Regions from separate parts of the Danio rerio genome. Here region 1 is linked to region 2. Evidence: chromatin contacts called from public HiChIP or PLAC-seq data. All regions are on one chromosome and are shown on one strand. The core of a region is the stretch at or near the end of the contact, and the rest is flanking DNA. Distances in the headings are between cores, read along the strand shown.

Region 1 (4,936 bases), core at 1,517-4,016, 73 kb after region 2:
GAAGCGAGTAACCTCATATGTTCACACGGCTATTTACGCGCGAATAGCGCAATTTATCCGCACGTTCCGCGTCTGGTGTGAACGCAGCATTAGACCTTCGAGCATAAAAAGTGCTCATCTGAGCTCATATTCAACATGCTCTACTGCACTGCAATGTCAGAATGAGCATTTTCCTTCATTAATACCTTAATTTTATGACTAGATATAGTATTGTAATGTATAGTATTGATGATTGTAAGATTACAGCTACTAAAAATGCTATAATTAGTAAATATACATGTAATACTGGTACTTTTAAAGATTTTAAGCATAAAAAGTGCTAATCTGAGCACATGTACATGTTCTACTGCAATGTGAAAATCAGCATTAATTAAAACATTTATTTTGACTAGATTTAGTATTGCATGTAGAATTTATGATAAAAATAAGATTACAATTACTGAAAAGTGACTATAAAGTAGGTACATATGAAATAATATGGACAAACTAAGACTTGAGCATAAAAAGAGCTGATCTGTGCACATGTACAACATGCTCTACTGTATGAACCTCCAAAATGAACATTAATTAATTATAACCTTGATCTTGCGTACATGTAGTTCTCCACATAGAACTTCTGATGATAGTAGGATTACAGCTACTAAAAATACTATTATAAGTAGATCTACATGCAACACTGGTAAATTTAATGAACAAACTAAGATTTTTAAGCATAAAAGTGCTAATCTGAGCACATGGACAACATGTTTTACTGTACTGCGATGTCAAAATCAGCATTTTAATTAACTATATCCTTAATTTTGACTAGATATGGTATTGCATGTGGAGATAAAAATATGATTACAATTACTGAATGACGAACAAAGTAGGTGTATATGCAATAATATTCATTTTAATGGACAAACTAAGATTTTGAGCATATATAGAGCTCATCTGAGCATATATACAGCATAATACACTGTAAGAAACCTCAAAACGAGCATTTTCATTCATTATAATCTTAATTTTATGACTAGATATAGGATTACACGTACAATTATGCTTGATTGTAAGATTACAGCTACTAAAATGCTGTTATTAGTAGATATACATGTAATACTGGTACTTTCAAAGATTTTTAAGCATAAAAGTGCTAATCTGAGCACATGGACAACATGTTTTACTGTACTGCGATGTCAAAATCAGCATTTTAATTAACTATATCCTTAATTTTGACTAGATATGGTATTGCATGTGGAGATAAAAATATTATTACAATTACTGAAAGACAAATATAAAGTATGTGTATATGCAATAATACTCATTTTAATGGACAAACTAAGAATTTTGAGCATATATAGAGCTCATCTGAGCATATATACAGCATAATACACGGTAAGAAACATCAAAACGAGCATTTTCATTCATTATAATCTTAATTTTAGGACTAGATATAGGATTACACGTACAATTTTGGATGATTGTAAGATTACAACTACTAAAAATGCTATAATTAGTAGATATACATGTAATACTGGTACTTTTAAAGAGTTTTAAGCATAAAACTGCTAATCTGAGCACATGTACAACATGTTTTACTGTACTGCGATGTCAAAATCAGCATTTTAATTAACTATATCCTTAATTTTGACTAGATATGGTATTGCATGTAGAATCTGAGACAAAAATAATATTACAATTACTGAAAGACGAACATAAAGTAGGTGTATATGCAATAATACTCATTTTAAAGGACAAACTAAGAATTTTGAGCATATATAGAGCTCATCTGAGCATATATACAGCATAATACACTGTAAGAAACATCAAAACGAGCATTTTCATTCATTATAATCTTAATTTTATGACTAGATATAGGATTACACGTACAATTTTGGATGATTGTAAGATTACAGCTACTAAAAATGCTATTAGTAGATATACATGTAATACTAGTACTATTAAAGAGTTTTAAGCATAAAAAGTGCTAATCTGAGCACATGTACAACATGCCACACTGTTTAAAATATAGAAATTAGCATGTTTGACGATTATAAAGCTGATTTAAGTCATGAAATTATATATGCAAGGGTAAAATCAGATTATAACACTAAGAAATGCTCATGTCACACACACACATGCACTGTTAAATGAGTATGGAAGTGATAAGGCCACACACACACACGCTCTCTGACAGCTGAAGATCTTTCCTCAGTCCAGAAACCGCTGCGAGCACATGATCATGTGTGTGTGTGTGCAGTACATGAACAAACTTCACACTACGCAAACTTCGCGACTGTTGCGCGACGCGTGGAGTGTGTGTGTGTGTGTGTTCAGTCAGTGTGAGTCGAAAGAAGTTTTGAGTGTGTGAGAGTGTGTGTGTGTCAGCAACAAGTAGTCTCAGTGTGCTGCTAGTGTTTTGTAGTTTTTTGTGCGAGTAAAGTTGCTGTCAGGCGTGTGTGTGTGTGCGTGTGAACATCGTGTTTGACGATTGTTGTGTTGTGGCCTTAATCTGTGCGAGTGTGTGTGTGTGTGAGTGTGTGTGCTGGAGTTTTAAAGCTCCTGCAGCAGTAGCAGCTAACAGGCTACACACACTCAGTCCAAACGCGCACTCATTAAACACACACACACACTCATACACGCACTCCTACACACACACACATTCGCGGGAGCGCGTACCTGTCGCGCGCGGTGAAACGGGTCCGTGAATCCGTCCGCCTTCATCCCGGGTTGAGCCACCGAGGCCTGTCCCTGCACCAGCTCCGCCATCATCATCATCACACACACTTACACACACTGACACACACGGCCACATAAACACACACACAGCGCACACGACCGACCCCGGAACAGGAAACAGGCCGCGGAGCAACGCGAGACTTCAGAGAGGCGCGAGACTCCGCGAGAGTTCACACACGTGGTTCCTCAGCAGATGCTGTACTGAATCAAGAGTTCATGAGATTCATATTTATTAATTAAAGAGCTTAAACTGATCTGATGTGTACGGTTAAGATGTGTTTATTTAATGTACATGTGTATTTGATTCACTTCTTTTGGAGTGTTTTTACATTAATGACTAATTATCGGTTATGTAAAGCACTTTCAGTGATCACTGCGTGGGGCAAAATGTTTATTTCTAAACTATTAAAGCTTATTTCAGCTACAGAATAAAAACAGAGAAACCTATGATTGCTGGATATAATTTGTGTATTTAATATAGCGCATTTCCAGCGCTCAACTCATTAATCTGAGAAGGAAAATACAATATTTGAGATATTATATATTAAAATTCAGAATTTAAGGGGAAAGATATTTCGATTAGCCAGATTTAAACTCAGAAATGCAAGAACAACATCAGAATTTTGAGTGAAACCCGTGAAAACATTACAATTTAGCCTATTGAGGTAAACTCAGAATTAACAGCCTAATTATTTGTAAGACGGTCATTCATTGATTCATTCATTTTCCTTCGGCGTAGTCCCTTATTTATCAGGGGTCGCCACAGCGGAATGAACCTCCAACTATTCCATCATTCACTCACCAGCCACTTTATTAGGTACACCTGTCCGACTGCTCCTTAATGCAAATTTCTAATCAGCCAATCACATGGCAGCAACTCAATGCATGTAGACATGATCAAGAGGATCTGCTGCAGTTCAGAGCGAGCATCAGAATGGGGAAGAAAGGGGATTTAAGAGACTTTGAACGTGGCATGGTTGTTGCTGCCAGACGGGCTGCTCTGAGTATTTCAGAAACTGCTGATCTACTGGGATTTTCACGCACAACCATCTCTAGGGTTTACAGAGAATGCTCCGACAAAGAGGAAATATCCAGTGAGCGGCAGTTCTGTGGGCGCAAATGCCTTGTTGATGAGGCCAGAGGTCAGAGGAGAATGGCCAGACTGGTTCCAGCTGACAGAAAGGCGACAGTAACTCAAATAAGCACTCGTTACAACCGAGATCTGCAGAAGAGCATCTCTGAACACACAACACGTCCAACCTTGAGGCGGATGGGCTACAGCAGCAGAAGAGCACACCGGGTGCCGCTCCTGTCAGCTAAGAACAGGAAACTGAGGCTACAATTCACACAGACTCACCAAAACTGGACAATAGAAGATTGGAGAAACGTTGCTGCTCTGATGAGTCTCCATTTCTGCTGACACATTCAGATGCAGATGTGGTGGAACGGGAGATTGGCATCATGGATGTGCAGCCGACAAATCTGCAGCAACTGTGTGATGCTATCATGACAACATGGAGCAAAATCTCTGAGGAATATTTCCAGCAGCTTGTTGAATCTACAACACCAAAGATTAAGGCAGATCTGAAGGTAAAAGGGGTCCAACCCGGTACTAGTGAGGTGTACCTAATAAAATAGCCGGTGAGTTTATAGTTTACTGGGTAGGCGTTTCTGTGTGGAGTTTGCATGTTCTCCCTGTGTTGCTGTGGATTTCCTCCGGGTGCCCCCACAGTCCAAATACATGCGCTATAGGGGAATTGATGAACTAAATTGGCTTTAGTTTATGAGTGTGTGTGTGTGAATAAGTGTGTATGGGTGTTTCCCAGTGCTGGGTCATTGCTGAAAAGGCATCCACTGTGTAAAACAAAAGCTGGATAAGTTGACGGTTCATTCCGCTGAAACACAGCTACTGACTCTGAGTGAACTCTTTCAGCACATGTGGAAGCATCTGAGAACATCTGGCAACATCTGCGGTTCTGGCCGGGCCACAAGTTAAAGACATTTAAATTGCCATCGATTTTGGAGCTGCTTATGCAGATTGGTTCAGTGGTGTGAATGACAGACAGAGTATCAGGTGTAGGTCACAGTCTGAACACCATTTATCGGAAGAACAGCTGACTACACTGCTTTATAATGCAGCTCTGCTGAATGCTGGATTCTGATTGGTTGATGGTCACTCTCAGGTGTTTGGTTATTGTCAGGTAAAGGCACAGCTAAA
Region 2 (5,374 bases), core at 52-2,551:
ATTCAGACAAGCGGAAAAGAAAAAAAGGTTAAAGGACATGAAGAAATAAAGTCAAAAGGAGGAAGATAATCCACGTTTTAACAGCTAATTAATTAAATTAGTATTTAAGTAATTAATAAGTAATTAATAACAAAAATAAGCATGGAAGAATTTACTGGATTAAACGCAACAGCTTGGATAGATGAACACCGCTAAATCATTATAAATGAATCCTCAAATGATGATTGTTTAACTGTTTGTTTTATCCTGAAATGTTGATTGTGAAATACTGTAGCTGCCCTGCTTCTCTAATAACACTGTCATCTGTTTAAAAAAATAACCTGCAAATCTGCACAGCTAAAAGTATAATCATCAGAAACAAAACTTTAAACCTTTCACATTGTGCAAATGAAGGGAAAAAGTGTTTCCCTGCATCACAAAGAAAAAGGAGAGAGAGAAAGAGTCCACCCCAAACCCCACAGCATTTACACTCACTTGACAAAATTAAACAATAGTACTACAAAATTAAACGACTTCAGTCATGACTAGGGGGAAACTGATCCTATCCTGCTATTAAAGCCTGTCACAGAAAGAGAGAGAGACACACACACCTCACGCGTGTCTAGATGAACCATAGTTAATATACAGAACATTAATTATTACTGTCTGTTTATCCTAAAATGTTGATTGTTATATGTAGAGTTCATTCATTCACTTTCCTTCAGCTCAGTCTCTGATTTAGGGTCATCAACAACTCCGGCATTTGCTTTACGCAGCGGATGCGCTTCAAGCCGCAACCCAGTAGTGGGAGGTTATTCTGGTTATTGTTATATTTATTATTTTTGTTTTGATCTTAAGAAAACTTTCAGCTTTCATCCAAGTAGCCCTAAAACTATTCAACAGCAGCAATTCCTGCTTTAGAGTAATTTAGAAAAGCGTGACTCCACTCAGATGTTGATGTAAACTGTATAAAGCTTTGGCAACACATGTACAACACTCATCATGCAAGTCGAGCAGCTTCTGAACCTAATGTGGAGAGAGAGATTCTGCTGTTCATCTGTAACAGAGTGGATCAGAGCTGTACCTCCGCTGAAGGACTGCGCCAGCGCCTCGGCGGTGAAGGCCGTCCGCGGGCTCTGCTCCTCCGGCTGCGCGCTCCTCCAGCGCCCGTACAGGAAGCTGTGCAGGATCTCCGAGCTGATGATGACGTCACACACCGGGCCGCGGAACCGGGACTTCAGCAGCAGCGCCGGCGGCACCGGCACTGACGGATCGGCGGGCAGGACTGAGCCCATCACTGCACACTCACACACACACTCTCTCACCGAGCGGAGGACATGAGCCTCTTATAGGAGCCCAGCGGCCCCCATCACTTATTAATGACTGACACACACACACACACACACACACACACACAGACACACAATTTCTCTTTCACACACTTTCCCTATATTTCTCTCTCTCTCTCTCTCTCTCTCTCTCTCTCTCTCTCTCTCTCTCACACACACACACACACACACACACACACACACACACAATTTCTCTTTCACACACTCTCTCTCTCACTCTCTCTCACACACACACACACACTAACACTTCTCCATTTTCATCACTCTTAACACACACACACACACTATTTCTCTCTTTCACACACTTTCTCTCTCTCTCACACACACTTTTTCTCTTTGCATCTCTCTTAACACACACACACACACACACTTTCCCTTTTATTAGTAATTAATAATTATATAACACCAACTCTGGATACACACCGTATCTCTGCTCTCTTGCACACAAACACACAAATCCCCGCCGCCCCTTTAAAGACGCAAATCGGCTGCAGGTCTTTGTAAGGAGGGAGAGGGAGAGAGAGTGTGTGTGTGTGTGTGTGTTAATCTGACAGCAGTGGATCAGCTCAGCACCTGTATTAGAGACTATTAACACATCACAGCCTACAATTACACACATTTAACCAGCTGTTCAAGCGCTCTCACACACACACACACACACACACACACACACACACACACACACACACACACACACACACACACACACACACACACACACACACACACACACAGTCTCTCTCGTGACAGATCATTATTCTATACTTCACACACTTTCTCCTCTTCAGAAATCTCATTAACCAGAGCAAGTTTACTAATTCAGGAGATTAGCACATCATGCGGAAATACACACACACACACACACACACACACACGCACACACACACACACACACACACACACACACACACACACACGCACACACACACACGCACAGATAATCACTCAAGCGTTCACTCACTCAGTCATTCAGCACTCATTTATTTCATTCCTTCATTCTTTTGTTCAATCACTGATTCATCCAGCTGTTCAGTCACACATTCGATCATTCAGCCGATAATTGTTCATTCGTTCATGGATTCATTCATTCATCAGCTGATTCACATCTCATGCAGCAATTTACCTTTATCAACAAATCCATTCATTCATTCTCCTTCAGCTTTGTCCTTTATCAGGGGTTGCAACAGCGTAATGAACCGCCAACTACTCCAGCATATGTTTTATACAGCGGATGCCCTTTGAGCTGCAACCCAGTACTGGGAAACACGCATTCACACTCATACACTACGGCCAGTTTAGTTGATCAGTTCCCCTATAGCGCATGTGTTTGGACTGTGGGGGAAACCGGAGCACCCAGAGGAAACCCACACCAACACGGGGAGAACATGCAAACTCCACACAGAAACACCAACTGACCCAGCCGAGACTCAAACCAGCGACCTTCTTGCTGTGAGGACTCTGAGCCACCGTGCCGCCTGATCAACAATTTACTCATCAAAATGAAACACCACAGAACTGTTAAAGTTGTAAGGTGAAGTGTGCATTCAGTGTTTGCTTTGCTGAACTTGAACTTGCTGAAATGAAAAGAACTAATGCTGAAAACACTACATGCTTACTGAACATCATCGCCACGCAAACACTACAACTGTAAATCAGATGAGAATTAAAAATCAGATTACTGAAACTGCTGTTTATCCCCCACGACTTACAAACAGCTCAGTTCAGGAGTTCTCTGTAGCTAATGTGTGCTACATGGAAAATACACCTGCAAAAGCCACAAAGGAAAACCACTGACAAACACAAACATGCAACAGTGTCCGTCTCTCTCTCTCTCTCTGTGTGTGTGAGAGAGAGAAGGAGAAACCACACACACACACAGGCCTGAGGGCAGAAAGAAAATCATCAGTGTTTAAAAATCCATTTAGCTCAATGAATCCTCCCACAAACCACCACTGAACACACACACACACACACACACACACACACACACACACACGGAAAAGCGGATGCATTAGACTGACTGCAGGTCAGAGTTTAAGATCATCTGTAATGGAAAACTAAAGGCTTCAGTCTTGATCAACTCTGAAATCTACAAGACAAGCAGAAAACAACTGTCCACCTTCAGGCGATGCACATATTACTGTAACTCAAACTGTCCATTACAATTTTAAATATGTATATCTATATCTATCTATCTATATATCATCAACTATTATCATTACCTCTGCAACTTGATTATCTTAAACTACATTACTGTCAACTCTGTTATCAACTGTTATCGTAAAGTCCGCAACTCTGTAATCAGCTGTTATTGTCAACTCCCCAACTCTATTATCAACTGTTATCATTACCTCCGCAACTCTGTTATAGTCATTTCCATTATCGTCAACTCCACAACTCTGTTATAGTCATTTCCATCAACGTCAACTGCACAACTGTTATAGTCATTTCCATTATCGTCAACTCCGCAACTCTGTTATAGTCATTTCCATTATCGTCAACTCCACAACTCTGTTATAGTCATTTCCATCAACGTCAACTGCACAACTGTTATAGTCATTTCCATTATCGTCAACTCCGCAACTCTGTTATAGTCATTTCCATTATCGTCAACTCAACAAACTCTGTTTTAGTCATTTCCATTATTGTCAACTCCACAACTCTGTTATAGTCATTTCCATTATCGTCAACTCCACAACTCTGTTATTGTCATTTCCATTATCGTCAACTACACAAATGTTATAGTCATTTCCCTTAACGTCAACTCTACTACTGTTATAATCATTTCCATTATCGTCAACTCAACAAACTCTGTTATAGTAATTTCCATCAACGTCAACTCCACAACTCGGTTAGTCATTTCCATTATCGTCAACTCCACAACTCTGTTATAGTCATTTCCATTATCGTCAAGTCCACAACTCTGTTTTAGTCATTTCCATTATCGTCAACTCCACAACTCTGTTATAGTCATTTCCATTATCGTCAACTCCACAACTCTGTTATAGTCATTTCCATTATTGTCAACTCAACAACTCTGTTATAGTCATTTCCATTATTGTCAACTCAACAACTCTGTTATAGTCATTTCCATTATTGTCAACTCAACAACTCTGTTATAGTCATTTCCATTATTGTCAACTCAACAACTCTGTTATAGTCATTTCCATTATTGTCAACTCCACAACTCTGTTATAGTCATTTCCATTATTGTCAACTCAACAACTCTGTTATAGTCATTTCCATTATTGTCAACTCAACAACTCTGTTATAGTCATTTCTATTAAAGTCAACTCCACAACTCTGTTATTGTCATTTCCATTATCGTCAACTACACAAATGTTATAGTCATTTCCCTTAACGTCAACTCTACTACTGTTATAATCATTTCCATTATCGTCAACTCCACAACTCTGTTATAGTCATTTCCATTATTGTCAACTCCACAACTCTGTTATAGTCATTTCCATTATCGTCAACTCAACAACTCTGTTATAGTCATTTCCATTATCGTCAACTCCACAACTCTGTTATAGTCATTTCCATTATCGTCAACTCCACAACTCTGTTATAGTCATTTCCATTATCGTCAACTCCACAACTCTGTTATAGTCATTTCCATTATCGTCAACTCCACAACTCTGTTATAGTCATTTCCATTATTGTCAACTCCACAACTCTGTTATAGTCATTTCCATTATCGTCAACTCCACAACTCTGTTATAGTCATTTCCATTATCGTCAACTCAACAACTCTGTTATAGTCATTTCTATTAAAGTCAACTCCACAACTCTGTTATAGTCATTTCCATTATCGTCAACTCAACAACTCTGTTATAGTCATTTCTATTAAAGTCAACTCCGCAACTCTGTTATTGTCATTTCCATTATCGTCAACTACACAAATGTTATAGTCATTTCCATTATCGTCAACTCCACAACTCTGTTATAGTCATTTCCATCAACGTCAACTGCACAACTGTTATAGTCATTTCCATTATCGTCAACTCCGCAACTCTGTTATAGTCATTTCCATTATCGTCAAC

Evidence for each region. HiChIP or PLAC-seq counts read pairs in DNA pulled down with a chosen protein or histone mark.
Region 1: a contact with region 2 is called in an H3K4me3 HiChIP or PLAC-seq map of gastrula embryo, with 2.6 times the contacts expected there. The contact joins the promoter of fubp3 here to the promoter of prdm12a in region 2. A contact is called at or near these places in 2 of 4 datasets of contacts at active chromatin or transcription factors (embryo and gastrula embryo).

Annotation. Positions count from the first base shown.
Region 1 is chr5:1,458,005-1,462,940 of GRCz12tu, forward strand. It overlaps fubp3 (far upstream element (FUSE) binding protein 3), which reads right to left and starts at 2,767. Exons shown (of 19, transcript NM_001007776.1): 1 at 2,659-2,767. The coding sequence starts at 2,757.
Region 2 is chr5:1,386,435-1,391,808 of GRCz12tu, forward strand. prdm12a (PR domain containing 12a) reads right to left here and starts at 1,302. Exons shown (of 5, transcript XM_073951804.1): 1 at 1,064-1,302. The coding sequence starts at 1,274.